Regions from separate parts of the Danio rerio genome. Here region 1 is linked to region 2. The links are chromatin contacts, called in public Micro-C maps. All regions are on one chromosome and are shown on one strand. The core of a region is the stretch at or near the end of the contact, and the rest is flanking DNA. Distances in the headings are between cores, read along the strand shown.

Region 1 (7,309 bases), core at 768-3,267, 130 kb after region 2:
AAATATTTATTATGCAGGTGAACAACAGGTGAACTTTAAAAGCCAGAAAGGCAACGCTTACCATTTTTGTCAGCTCTTCTCAATATCTAAAAGAAAACAGGACATTATCAGTTCACAGCCTCTGGGCATAGAATAAAAAATCATGCTCAGCTGATCATGTAAAGGGACTCGTGCACTGTAAATTATTTAGGTTGAGTCCTAAAAGGAGCAGAGATGAAAGAAAACGTGATGATATGTTGACTTTGAAAACCCAAGCACGCCACAGCGGTCTGTTAAATAAAGTCCCATTTCACAGCAAGAACATTCACACTTTAAATATGGTCCGCTGCTGGGCATGCCAAGTCTAGGCTGAATTTAGCTTCCTCCTTAGAGGAGTGAAAAACTATGCCACTGATCTGTCAAGGACTGGTGCTTCCTCATTCCAGTATGATAATTAACAATACACACCTCTGATCCCAGCGGAAGCTCTTTAGACACCTTACTACAATTTAATTAGCAACTAAAACCGCAGTTACAACCAGCCTTTAAGCTAGCATGGCTTTGTACTTGAAGAGGATCTGAATCCATTATATAGCAGAAAAGAGAATAAATAATGTTGTGTTTAATTGACAATATGCATAATGACTAATTACATTATATTAATTGATACTATGCATAATGACTGCAAATAACAGCAATGCAATATGAGTCATGGTGCATTACATAAGCCTTTGCCTAATGCTATGAAGAATGTAAGTCTCAAATCACCTGAATACTTCAAGATCAAAACCTAAAACTACATTACAGCCAGGGAATTTTGTACACATTTCTTTATATTGTATGAGTGAGACTTTAAACATTTGCACATTCATATATACATCACTCACTCGCTTTCCTTCAGCTTAGTGCCTGATTTATCTGGGGGCACCACAGCGGAATGAACCACCAATTAATCTGGCATGTGTTTTATGCAGCGGATGCCCTTCCCAATCATATATACATAATCAAACTAAATATACAAAATTATGTTGATGTGCATATGACCAGATTTTAGTGTCTAATGTTTAAAAAAACACATTCTGTGAAAATTAAATGTTAAAAAATAGATGAATAATGTTCCAACGTCCTTTCGCAAAGTACAAAAGTCGGATTTATGCAATATGTATATTGAAATATATAAAAGAGTAAATGACTATACTAAATATTGTGGCATTTGAAATTATTAAAAATGTATTATTAAGAAATATTGTGACTTTTAATGATACTGGCAAAAATAATGGCATAAAAATTATATTTAATTAATATTTTGCTGAACTGCAAAATTGCAGAATCCTTAAATTATGTATTTAAATATTTATATTTTTTTAAATGTTATTTTCCTAATGTGACTGAAGTGATTGTTTGTCACACTAAACGACATTTTAGTTGATGTCTTCTGCCATATAATAGTACAAAAAGGTACAAGTTAAAACATAAATAAATAAAACTTAAAAAAAGCATAAATAAAAAATGCTGTCTTTGACTTATTATATACATATAATTTTATTTTATTTGAACCTAGTAGGCAAATATGAACAATGCATCAATGCAATTTAAAAAAATAAAGCAAATTTAATAATGAATGTTAAGCATATTAGAACAGCAAATTACAGAATAACAAATGGATATAAATAGGAATATATTAAAGCCACGAAGATGTCAGACGATAAACTACATCACTGTGAATCAATCAACAGGTTCTATCAGGTCTCCATTTTCCCTTTATCGTTCCACACAATAATTCAGCATAAAAATCATTCAAAAACAAAGTAGTTACTTAAAAATACTCACGTCCAAAAATATTGACATTCCTTTCTTTAACTCGATGGGAGTGCTGGCTTCATCCGAGAGTGACTGTACCTCTTCAGAGCAATCCATGGTCAATCCTAGTGATAAATAACTCTTTAACTTTGTGTTCTGACAGAAAAGCACTTAATGCGTGTGGACAGAAGGAGCGCGCGTTCTGCTGTGTGTTGCTCTAATGCGCGTGAAAGGAATCTCCCGCTGTACTCCAGTGATGAGCCACAGGTCTCTGATGCTGAGCTGCGCACCAATGACATTCGCTTTGTGCTCCGCTATCAGAGCTTGTCATTATTCCCTATACCTGCGGCGATTTCTGTTATGTCTCTCACCATGCAGATATTTTTGTCTCTTCGTGTCTGTCATTATGTAATAATGGAAAACCTTCCCAAACAGCAGCCTAATACGTTTTGGTCAGGTCATTATAAATAAACTATAACAGGTGAAAGTATAATAATTATTCACCACAACAGTAATAATGATAATTATAATAATTTATTAGTGTTTATCAACCTCATGTGAGTATGTATGGGTGTTTCCCAGTACTAGGTTGCAGCTGGAAGGGCATCTGCTGTGTAAATGCTGGATTAGTTGGTGGTTCATTCTGCTGTGGTGACCCCTGATAAATAAATTGACCAAAAGAAAATGAATGAATATCGACCTTATGTCGCTCCAAATTAGATTTTCCTTCTTTTTTTAAGAATACAAAATGAAAAATTCTAGTTGCTCTTGCATGAAATGAAAAATAAACTGTTTGCACACAACAATTTGAGTATGATACATGCTAATGTATATTCATTTACTTTAACTGTCATTTTAAAGTGATAATTCTGAAATTTAACATTTATATCATTTACTCCTTCAATTGTTCCAAACCTGTTTAACTTTCTTTCTTAGTTCGAACTCAAAATAAGCTCTTTTGAAGAAAGCTGGAAACTGTAACCATTAACTTCCAATGTATTTGCTTTTCTATGGATGTAAATGGTTGCCGATATCCAGCTTTCTTCAGAGTATCTACTTTTGTGTTCCACAGAATAAAAAACTCACGTTAAACCCATTTAGTGTTAGAAAATAGTGATTACGTTTTTTTAGGATGTTATCCTCAGTTTAGATCTGTTTACGCAGTATTTCATACGGAGAAAAGTACATTTAGTTATTTTAAAAATTATTCCTGTCATATTTTTTAATGATCTGTTTATTTAATGATAGCACGCCTCGAAGCACAAACGTCTCTCCATGAATGAAATGTAAAGTAACAGCGGCATCTTGTGGTAAAATATAGCACTAACAGAAACATTATGATTAGCTGATTCTTTCAACTGTATCTGGGTGCAGGATTGGAGACTGCATATCTCAGTGATGCAATGTCAGATACAATGCACTCAAAGGAGCTAATGACGTAGGCCTAACTGTGAGGGGTAAGATTGGGGGTGGTTATAGGTAAGCGCATTGAGTAAAAATTACACATGATTAATGAGAGATCTGTCAAAGGAAAAATATTATTAGCTAAAACTGAAGGTTTGTCACGTTAAGTATGTACTTCTCTTGCATTAGAGGTTCCACAATCAGTCATTAAAGAGGTGGATATATTTTTGTTCAATTTCATATGTAGAAAAAGACCACATTATCTAAAAAAGACAATTTTGTGCTATTGAGTTGAAGATGGTGGTCTCAGTGTTCTTCAGCACTTCTAATTGTATATTTAAAAACAAATGGATTAAGAATTACCTGAATTATAAAGGCAAAATATGGAGCATCATCCCTGAATTATTTTTTGACCAGGTAGGGGGTTTAGAATTGTTTTTAAGGTGTAATTTTGAAATTAACAAAGTGCTGACAAAACTAAACAGATATGCTTACTATGCATGCTTATTTATAAGCATATTTTTTCTCCACATAAATCAGTGATATGAAACAACAAATGTATAGCCTTTAAAAATAAATCCTAATTTTATAGAAATTGGTACAATAATGATATTATATTGGTGAGACAGTTATTCAAAAGTAATGTACAGCTTTTTAATTATTGTGAATTTCTCAATTATTACAAGATCCCCATAACGGCTAAATAATTTGCAATAATATTTGATGCAATTCCTAGGGGAATTGTTCAGCTCTTATCCGTTAATTTATCCTCTGAATTAAATCTTTTACATGTGAAAATTATAGTCTATAAATTTGATAATTGTTACATTCGAAAGTTATTCAGAACCACATTGTTGTCTAAATGCAAATCTTTTTAGAATTCCTTATTTGAGCAGATTGAGTGGAAAAAAGTTTGGAACTTACGTAGTAAATACTGTAGTAAGTTTAAAAAAAAAATTGTTTAGAGACATGGAATCGGCGTGTAAAAGACCTGTTTTTTTAATGCACATATACCCAAATGTTTTGGTTTGATGTTTAATATCTTACATTTAAATTTACAAAATAAAAATTCAGTTTTCTTGTAAAGATATGTTTTTGATATACAATAATATTAGCAAAACTTTGGAGCAAAATATGTCTATTAATTTAATCATAACATTATTTGTTTAAAATTGATCTTAAACATTACATCAAAATACCTAAAGACATTAAAAATAAAAAAAGCGATAAGGATCTATGCAATTTTGCAATCCTTTTCTTATGCAATTTTTTGTAGTTTATAAATCCCCTGTAATTTTATAGTTATTTTTTTTATTATTATTTTTCTTTACTGATTTGTTCCTTTGATGTGAAAAAAATTGTAAGCATTGTATTCTGCATTTTTTGTATGCCATTGTTCTTGTTTTTCAATAAAATAAATAAATAAATAAATAAATAAAGAGTTAAGGTGAGTGTATTAAAAAAGTATTGGATGCTGCTCAGATTGCACTGCACCAGGTCTCTTGATTCGTTGGACATTTGCGTACCATGCCTTTTTAAAATATAAACAATCTCATTCTCTAAAAAATTCTAAGTGATTTAATTAACGCAAAATCATTATAAATAATCATAATAACCTAACCCATAATCATACTTAATTTTACCATCAACACTCATCTTGTTTGATCTATACATACAGCTTTTACACAGTAAACACAAGATTATCCTGTCAACCGCCAACACAAAGGGCACCTCAATGAACCAGACAGGTCTGTCAGGGTATTTTGGGAGGGTGTGGAATTCCATCATTCAGCTAGGGCGCTTTAATGGTCAGTGATGGGACCACTTCTCTTCTTCATCTACATTTTATACCTGTAAGAACCTGTCAGAACCATTGCTTTTCCTAAAAATGTATATGATTACAGCTTCTAACATCTGACCCTGCCTGTTATCTCTTTTGTTGGACTGTAACTTTGATCTGTTTGCAAATTAAGCCAACTAAACACTTCATCACAACTCCTTTATAGCTTTTATCCGACTCTCAAAATACAGCCGTAAGATTAGTCCTTAATGAGCTAAAAAAAAAAAAACACACATCACACCTCAGTTCAGCCATGAGCACTCCCTGCCAATAGCCACTCTCATCAAATTCATGTTTGCCTACAAAACAACCAATGGCTCTGCAGTCTGCTCCCCCATATACCACACAACTTCAGATTTATGCACCCTCCAGGACTTCCTTTGCCCAAAAGGCACACAAATACTTTCACTGATCTTTTACTGTTCACTGCTGGTGGAATAACTTGTCCAACTGGTTTTAAGCAAGTATGTCTTTATCCTTTTCCAAGAAACATCTAAAGAATATTTTTTCAGAACCACACACATCTGTGTCCTTATCATTTTCTTGTGTAAGACTAAAACTTATCACAGACTTTCATATTGTTCCCTGTTTGTTGTTGTGGTTGCTTTGTTCTTCTCACTCTTACTGCAAGTTATTTTGGATAAAAGTCCATTCTTAATGACTAAATGTATAATGAGCAAATACACACCCTAAAAAGCCAACATGCGTGTAAATGCAACTCGGTGGCCCATCAACATTAAACGATTGTGTGGTCTATGACTAAGCTGCCATTCAGAAACCCCTTGACCAAAGCCAGTTGACCAAAGCCATCTGTTGTAAAGAGAACAAACACATTACCCTTGAGTTCATATGTGTTTGGACGAGTCAGCTTTCTACAGTCAAGCAAGTTTACCTATGGACAAAGCCAGATATTGTCTTGTTCTCTAAATTGCAGATGATCTATAATGGATCGTTTGGCAGGTCTGATGACTGCTTGAATGGTTATAATGCAACTTTGCACTCTCAAGGGATTTCTTTATTCCAGTGTACTATATTTTTACCCGAAATTCATGAAAACAGGGTAAAGTCTAAAGACTCCACTCAGTATATCTTCATCTCCGAAATGCTATGGGTCATTCTGATGTGCAAAGTACAGAAATGTTATCTTATGTTTGATTTCTTTGTTAATCTTCATTGTGAAATATACTACAAAGGCTTGTGTGGCAACAGTCCAACAGGGAACGATCTGTTTTGATAGTAAAGAGTGTCAAATGTCCTTCAAAAAGATGATATTGATTAAGACTGCATGGCTGGGAATTATATAGGAAATTAATCGATTTTAGCATCTTTTTAATAATTTTGTTGAATCAAGTTTATTTTATTTCTTTATATTTATATATGAGCAATATCACACAAGCAGCAGTGCAATGTGGCTGTATATCAGCACTGGTGGGAACCGTGTGGCTTAGTGTCCCACTACTGACAATATACAGCCACATAGGATTGCTGCTCATGTGATATTGCGTTCACACAACAGTTCAACGGCATAATCTGGAATTTAAAAGAGAAAATCAAACACAGAGAGTCTCGCAATACTTTTGTATGAGGAACTACTTTCTTCCACCGTTCATTCACATCTGCAACTGACGTCAGAACAGCAGAAACTGTTGCTACTTTACCAAAGTCACTTTACAGCTATATTTGAATGATTCTCTAGTGTAATGTCTAAAGTGATGACAAAACAGGCAATTTTGCTCACATTTTAAGATTATAAGGCTGAACGGCATGAAATGCCATCAGATTTCCCAGTTTTTCTCTGTTGCAATCAGGAAATCACAATAATTAACCCTGAAAAAAGCTAAAGCAGCGCAATCACTACACTACTGTTGTGTTAGCGATGAGCAAATACACTAAACACATACAGGCATTTCTTCTTTCTTTCTGTTTACTGAACTAGTTTGCATAATGAAAACAGGAAATGCATCAGAGTCAAACAGATGGCAAACCAAATCTCGGGTTATACAAAGAGAGCCAACACAAAATTGATACATTCCTGATATGTGAGTCCAATTATACACTTAACACAATTACTATATAAATACAGCACCACGACATACAAAAGAGAGAGATTGACTTAGAAAGTCACTTACCAGTTTTATAATGATTTGATCAGCTGTAGTTTAAAATTACGCTGGGTTTTTCCAACACAATCTCACGGCAATTCGTAACTTTTTTATTTAGTGGCTAATTCGTATGAATTCGTACGATCTAATTCATACAATTTAGTACGATTTGCTTATCCCCCAA
Region 2 (7,736 bases), core at 2,449-4,948:
AACTACTTGCCAAGCTTAAGATTACATTTCATATTATGAATAACCAATACAATTAAACAACATCTGTCTATTTCGTTTCATTTCTAAATCTTCGTATCACTCAAAATCTGCAAAAACTCATGTCTGGTCTAAGCCTCTTCCCCGGAGAATTGTCATTCTATAGTGATCGCTGATTGGCTCCTGTAGTGCAAAGTGTAAGTTATTGAGGTAAACTTGGTTGTTATATTCACACATTCATTCAGAGCAACGCAGTGGCACAGTAGGTAGTGCTGTCGCCTCACAGCAAAATGGTCGCTGGTTCAAGCCACGGCTGGGTCAGTTAGTGTGTCTGTGTGGAGTTTGCATGTTGGAGTGGGTTTCCTCCAAAAACATGCGGTGCAGGTGAATTGGGTAGGCTAAATTGTCTGTAATGTATGTTGTACTTCAGTGGTTCGCAAACCTTTTTCACCAAGTACCACCTCAGAAAAAATTGTCTCTCCAAGTACCACCATAATGCATGTATTGAAATTAAGCGGCTACAGCACAGTTCACAAATGTGGCAGATTAATAATTATTATTTTGAATATTTGATATTGTCAGCCACTTTAAACATAATAGTTTGAACAATAACACACAGGTAAAAAAGATAAATAAAATGTCAATGTTTAAATTAAAATGTGATTTTAAAAGTTAATTAAACATGGCACTGTTCTTAAAAAGTTAAAAGAAAATTGCTGTACTTAAATGTAAAATATTATCATAAATAAAAATACTGGCCATCTCAGCTGGGACCCACGCGGGCCAGCCCAGGTGGGCCCCACAGATAAACTATTGTCCATAGATTATGTGTGGGAATGAGTGTGTGTGTGGATGTTTCCCAAAGATGGGTTGTGGCTGATAGGGCATCCTATGCGTAAAAACGTGCAGGATTAGTTCCGCTGTGGTGACCCCGGATTAATAAAGGGTCTAAGCCGAAAAGAAAATGAATGAATGAACATTCTTTTAGTTACAACTTGTGACATGCACACTCCCTATATTGTTTACCACTTTGAATATTCGATCTGAAATAATCTGCAAGTGTGACTTGAAAACAAAATTAACACTGTTTATTTGACTGTGACTAATGTACTTGATAGCCCTTGGCTACTAATACGATTTCGCTATAGCTGCTTTATCGGGCCTACTACGCTGCTGTATTTCAAAATTGCTCATTCTGAGGTGGTACTTGATAAAACAAGTTTGAGAAGCACTGGGTTAAAGTGTTTTCATGTAATTTGGCAACATGTGTTTTTTTTTAGTCTGTTGCTCTTATATTTTTACATCGTGTTAGCAAGGTTTAATGAAAAAGTTGTAAACCAACAGAGTCATCTTACATGTATTTTCATTTTTAAAAGAAATATTCCTTTATATCCCCTTCCTGCATGGATATTAAGCAAAAATCATGAACACTTTTCATAGAATCTACAGTAAGTGATCATTCAAATTCACAAGCTAGCTCATAACTTGTATGGTCATAGCTATTTTTTTTTGTAAACTTCATGATAATTATGAATATAATACTCTGGTGACCCATAAAACTGAATGGTCTCATCGCCGGCAGTTAATATCAACCATCTGTGCTCTGGATGGATCTGTGTATCTCTGAGCAATAAACCAAAACATGTCTCCTCTGCTGAGAATTTAATCATGCATACCTGATGAACTCAGCAGATAACTATGCAAATCCTTGCATAATGAAAGAAAAGAAACATTTTCTGGTCAGTCCTTCTAGAATTCTGTAATTTAGCACAAAATCTTGCAAATACCTCAAGGAGCTTGGGATTTTTTTAAAAGCAATCTCTCTTCGTTAAAATGACTTCTTTTCTCGTAATAACTAAATGCTATTTTGTTAAAACAACATCTTTTCTTGTTAAAACTGAACAATTGTCTCATAAAAACATTACTTTCTCATTAAAAAGCAATAATTTTCTTGGTAAATCAACTTTTTCTCAAAACATGGTATTTGTACAGTAAATACAGTATTTCTGCTGTAACTGATATACAGTAAATTACTGTAGATTCTACAGGAAATTGTTAAGAAGCAAGTCATGTCAAGCAAAATTGGCACTGATGCCTACACAGACATGTGGGAATGGGCTTTGATGAACAGCTCACATCAATATATTGATGTAATATCAACATATTAGCGTTTAACAAATGTAGATGCATCTCTGTAAACGTTTTTCAAAGCCTTTAGGCAACTTTCTTTTGTAGTTTTAATAAAACTTTTTATTTAAAGAGAGGATCGAGGGCCACATAATTATAGTCAGTAAAATGCTGCTATTGGCAGTTCTATCTGCATGACAGCTATTGTATAATTTGTCCCTGCCCTGGATACATCGCTCTGTTGCTAGCTAATAAAACCAGCCTTCCTGTTTGAACTCTCATTGAGTAAGCTCTAAATACTGGTTACCTTTGGGTTATGCAATAACTCTAATTAGATGCTTGATACAATACCCAGTCGAACATGATTGCTTTCTTATTGTCATGGCAAAGCATCGGAAATGAAAATCTGCTAATTATGCTGTTCTCTGCGCACTTTATATGATCTAACAGTAATTGCTGAGTAGAACCATCTTTTCGTTGAGCAAGACCAGGCTATCTCAGCATCCAATTAAATACTTTAACGAAGTGAAAAATAATGTATTACCCATTTTGGTATCACTTTATTTTGATGGTCCCTTTAATGCATTTTGTTGAATTTAAGTTACATTGTATTTACACACCAACTAATTCTCAATAGATATGTAGACTGTTAGGGTTAGGGTAAGTTGGCATGTATACTTGCTAAGCTTCTTATATCAGTTAAATATGTAAAAGGAGCAGTATCTGCAGATATAAAGCAGACAACCTACTAATTCTCAAATGAGAAGTAATTGGCATGTCGTTGCAATGAAACTTTTAGTGGTCCCACTTTATATTAAGTGTCCTTAACTACTATGTACTTCCATCAAAAAATAAATACAATGTACTTACTGTGTTTATGATGTATTTGAGAACACTTGTGGTGCTTTTGAGTTTGGATAGAGGTTGGGTTATGAACAGGTTTGGAGGTATGGGTAGGTTTAAGGGTGGGTTAAGGTGTAAGGGATGGTCAATATTGTATTTACAAATGTAATTACAAAAGTTAATTACAGATGTAATTACATACATGTATTTAATCAAGTATAAGTACACCGTAAATACATGTATTTACACAATTAGTACATTGTAACAAACTTAATTCCTATGTAAGTACTTATTAGTTAAGGCCACTTAATATAAAGTGGGACCCTTTTAGTCAACAAAATGTGCAGTAAGGACCTTCAAAATAAAGTGTTACCCATATTTTTAGTATAAACGCATAGAGCTATTAAAATCGTAGAGTATTCTTTGTATAAAAGTTGACTTTTAGATGTTTTATATACAAGTGATTTAACAAGATAATCAAGGTTCAGCATCACAAATGATGTGTTGCCACCCTTTTGCTGCATTTCCTGTTTCTCAACAGCATTTGATGTTTCCGTTTCAGCTGTAACTTAAAAAAAACTTGATCGGAAAAATAACTTTTGAAGTTGATACAGAAAGAAAAAATAAAGATTCTGTATATTTCTGGCATGTTTTACCAAAATACAACATAATTAATGTTACTTGCATGAATTTGCATGTTGATAGCATGTTTTAGCATATGGCTAACAGTTAAATCAGGGTTTTCAATATTTATTTTACATTCTGCTATCATATTTAAGCAGGAATCAATGAGCTTTAGCACTATGTTGATACATTATGCAAACCAATTGGTAGCATGACTTGTATTTTAACATTGTTAGCTTTTGTTATGTAATGTAATGTGTATTTATATAGAGTATTTATCGTGTATGGCCATACACCCAAAGCTCTTCACAATCTTGAGGGGGGTCTCTCCACTCCACCATCAGTGTGCAGCATTTACTTGGATGATGCGATGGCTGCCACAGGATAATGGCGCCAGTGCTCTCACCACAGAAAGCTGTAGATGGGAGTGGAGAGACGGTGATATAGCCAATTTGGTAAATGGAGATGAATAGGAGGCCATGATTGGTAAGGGCTGATGGAGGGAACTTGGCTAGGACAGCGGGGTTACACCCCTACTTTATATGAGAAGTGCCATGGGATTTTTAATGACCACAGAGAGTCAGAACCTCCTGTTGCTAAAACACAATCACACAGCAATTCAGAACTTTTTGATTTAGTGGCTAATTTGTATGAATTCATACGATCTCATTGCACATATTAGAATGATTTTCTTATCCCCCAATGACGGTTGGGTTTAAAAATCTCCTTTTTAAAATCGTACATTTCAAATTTGTACACTGAAAATATAGTGTCTACAAAACTGTTGAAGTCAATTTATATGGGTTGAATTTAAGTAAAATTAAATTTTGTAGTGTTCAACTTAATTTGCTTGAATTCAGCCTTAAATAAATTGTTTACAACCACTTACCTTAAATAATAATTAGTAAATCCAAGAAAGCATCTTTGAATCATTTTTTTTTCAGTGAACGAATAAGCCACTTTTCAATTGACAAAACTTAAAATAGTAACGTTTTCTCGTGAGATCAGGCTGGACTATTTCATAGCTATATAGTGCTAGCATGCATTAGAATGTTTTAATCAGACTCGCATTCACATTATAACTGTTGCAAGGGTGTTTTAACATGTTAGCACTTGTTAGCTTCAACAAACTTAAACGTTTTACAATGTAGTTAGCATGAGTAGGATGAGTAACAATATCTAACATGCTTTAGCAGAGTCAACATTTTCCCATTTTAATAGCACAATCTAATTTTGTCCTGTGTTAAATAGTGAAAAGCCTTATTCAAGAGTTCACACTTAGCTGATGATAGATTATAAAGCTTGTTGACATGCTGTCCCAGGAGAGAGCCCGGGGCTCCCTCCCGTTTGCGAGGCGTGAGGGGAGTTTGAGCTCAGGTAGATCTCGAGAACTGCCCTGCTGCATAAGCTAATGAACAGATAGTAATTGCTCTTAAAAGATAACTACTTACTAGGAGCACGTCTATGGTGCTGATTTGGATTAGTCTGTTAACTTAAGTTGCATGCTTTTGAACGTTGGGAGGAAACCGGGGAACCCTGGGGACACCCACATGAGCACGGGGAGAACGTGTAAACTCTGCACAGAAACGTTGGCTGGCTTGGTAAGGACTAGAACCAGTGACATTCTTGCTGTGAGGCAACAGAGCAAACCACTGGGCCACCGTGTCACCCATAGGAAAGGAGGAGGAGTAGGGGTGGAAGGGGGGATTCTTCAAAATATAGATGGCTGTTATATGGAATCTAAGAGTATTTATAGTGGCGTAGTATATTGGTGAATCATATATTGGATAATGCAGGACCAGCCGCAAGCAATCATAAGCACGTAATCCTCTCAAAACTAGTTTATGAATAAACTTCACAATGTGATACCCTCAGTAAAATTTTTGGGCTTTTATTGGAATATGATAACCTGATATACAAAAATCTTAAGTTTGAATCATCCCTGCAGGCACAGGACGTCAACAAGACATCATATTGAAGTTATACCCCAATGTTGTAGGGACATTGGATTTTGTTTGAAATAAAAATCGAGTTGACGTCAAAACCCACTGTCAGGCCGACGTCAATGTCCAACGTCCAACCTAAAATCAACCAACTATCAATGTCTACTCATGTTATACCTTGACGTTGTGTGGCCGTTGCCACTATGACATCTATCAGATGTTGGATTTTGGTCACTTTCCAACACAACCTAAAATCAACCAAATGTCAACATAATTTTACATTGTTCATAGATGTCAAAATAACATTGTCCTTAGATGCTGGCTAGACATTGAATTTTGGTCACCTGACATCATGACCTAAATTTAACCTAGTATTAACATCTTGATGTTGTGTGCCTGCTGGGATATAAGTAGGGCCAGACGGAATCTGCGGACATTTTTTTGCTATTTCTGCGCAGAATTTTGGTAAAAATCTGTGGAATTATTTTGTGAGTATCCAGCGGAGTATCATAACTTAGACCTTAATATATTAAATAAAAAGTAATAAATTACTGAATAAAAACTGAATGAATTCAGATTTATACATTTACTCAAGTAAATAAACAGAATTAATGATAGGCTAAAAATCTGCAGAAATCTGCGGAAAATCTGCGGAATTCTGCGCGCGCAGATTCCGTGTGGGCCTAGATATAAGTGGTCAGTTTAACTGATTGTTTGCACATTTATTCATGCAACATGTAAACTGGAAAGCATCCTACATATTTATTGGTGTTTTGTAGAATTGCGAAATTTCCTTTTTTACAGCAGCAACATTTTAATCTCTTTGCTAAATATGATTTTACTCACAAAAATATGAAGAAAAGACAGTGACTCAAAACAGGTTTAATTAATGGAAATCAGTAGGGTCGTGTTACTTCAGTGCATCTCTAAAGCAGTCCAATCCACTCAAAAGTCACAACAAGTGCTACAAACAAACGTGTACATCAAGCGAACGGTTGTTATGAAATGCATAAACGCCAAGTCATGTTAGCAGCCACTTCTGTTCTGCAGCAGGTCATCTTTAAGCAACTTATCATCGAAGCTTTTTACAAACATGAATAAAATATTGAAAAACATCAAGTTCTATATATTCCATTCTGAGTAATCTTAAAAGTGTTATCAAAGATCCACACATCACATCTAGTTTTTAATAAGCAAACTTAAACAGTTCTATATGAAATGCCCATATATTCTAAACGTCAGGGATTCCGAAGGAAATGATCATCTCAAAACATCCTCCATTATACTCTCTGATCCCAATGATTGTTGTTTTACACAATTACTGTTTTATACATTTTAATTTAGAGGCAATTTCTCACGGAGAGATTGACAGCTTTTAAACTGAAAAGAGACACTTCAGCAAACAAAATAAATAAAGTGAAGCGCTTCACTTTTACTAGGGCTGGGACGATAAATCGATTTATTGCAAATTGAGACATTTTCTGAATGCATTGAGGTTCTCTCTTGAGCTTCTGAGCTTAGTTTTACCACTAGATGGCGCTGTTTACTTTCTAAACAGCCACACTTTACCAATCTTCACACCCATTTGAACATAAAACAGTCATTAAATGATTTAATGAAAACGTTTAAGTGAATTAAAATAGCGTTCATAGTGAGCTGTGTTTACATTAATCCTGTAAAAAAAAAACATGGCACAGGTGCCATTGACAGTACAGTATATGACAAAGTAAAAGCACCATTCAGGTGCAAGGTGAGTCGTATGCAATGATTTTTAACGGGGACACCTAAGCCCACCCCTACCCCTCACAGTGACGTCACTAGCTCTACTGAGTGCAATGTGTCTGACATTGCAAGTCTGATATACAGTGCTCAGCATATATGAGTACACCCCCCACACATCTCTTATTTAAACTAATATTTTCTACAGGATGCTTTACAATGTTATATTTGTGCATATGCATTAGATTAGTCAGTACTGAAGAGCTAATCTAACAAAATATCTTACAATAATGGTTAAAAATTTGTAGCCCAAATTTATGTTAGGGAAAAATATTAAATACAATTTTCAAAAATAGCAAAAATCAAGAGAAACACAAATATATACAATTTTGTTAAAATGTTTGTAATTTTTTTTGCAATATGTTACATGAATTTAAATGTACTATCTTCCCATTTCTAATGTTCTGTGACTAAAATATTATT

The links. Hi-C and Micro-C count contacts between places; a contact is called where the count stands out from the background.
Region 1: a contact with region 2 is called in a Micro-C map of caudal fin, with 6 times the contacts expected there. The contact joins the promoter of necab1 here to the enhancer-like site in region 2. A contact is called at or near these places in 5 of 18 Hi-C or Micro-C datasets (caudal fin, embryo, fibroblasts and 2 more) and 1 of 4 datasets of contacts at active chromatin or transcription factors (embryo).

Annotation. Positions count from the first base shown.
Region 1 is chr19:33,971,637-33,978,945 of GRCz12tu, forward strand. necab1 (N-terminal EF-hand calcium binding protein 1) reads right to left here and starts at 2,018. Exons shown (of 13, transcript NM_001017848.1): 1 at 1,810-2,018; 2 at 62-86. The coding sequence starts at 1,896.
Region 2 is chr19:33,836,078-33,843,813 of GRCz12tu, forward strand. No RefSeq gene overlaps it. Among named protein-coding and RNA genes, the nearest start is that of scin, 14 kb to the left of the region's middle. Within about 2 kb of position 3,699, at least 5 of the 62 cell types and tissues checked have an H3K27ac peak or open chromatin away from gene starts, as enhancers often do. A contact at or near this core is called in caudal fin, where this site is marked.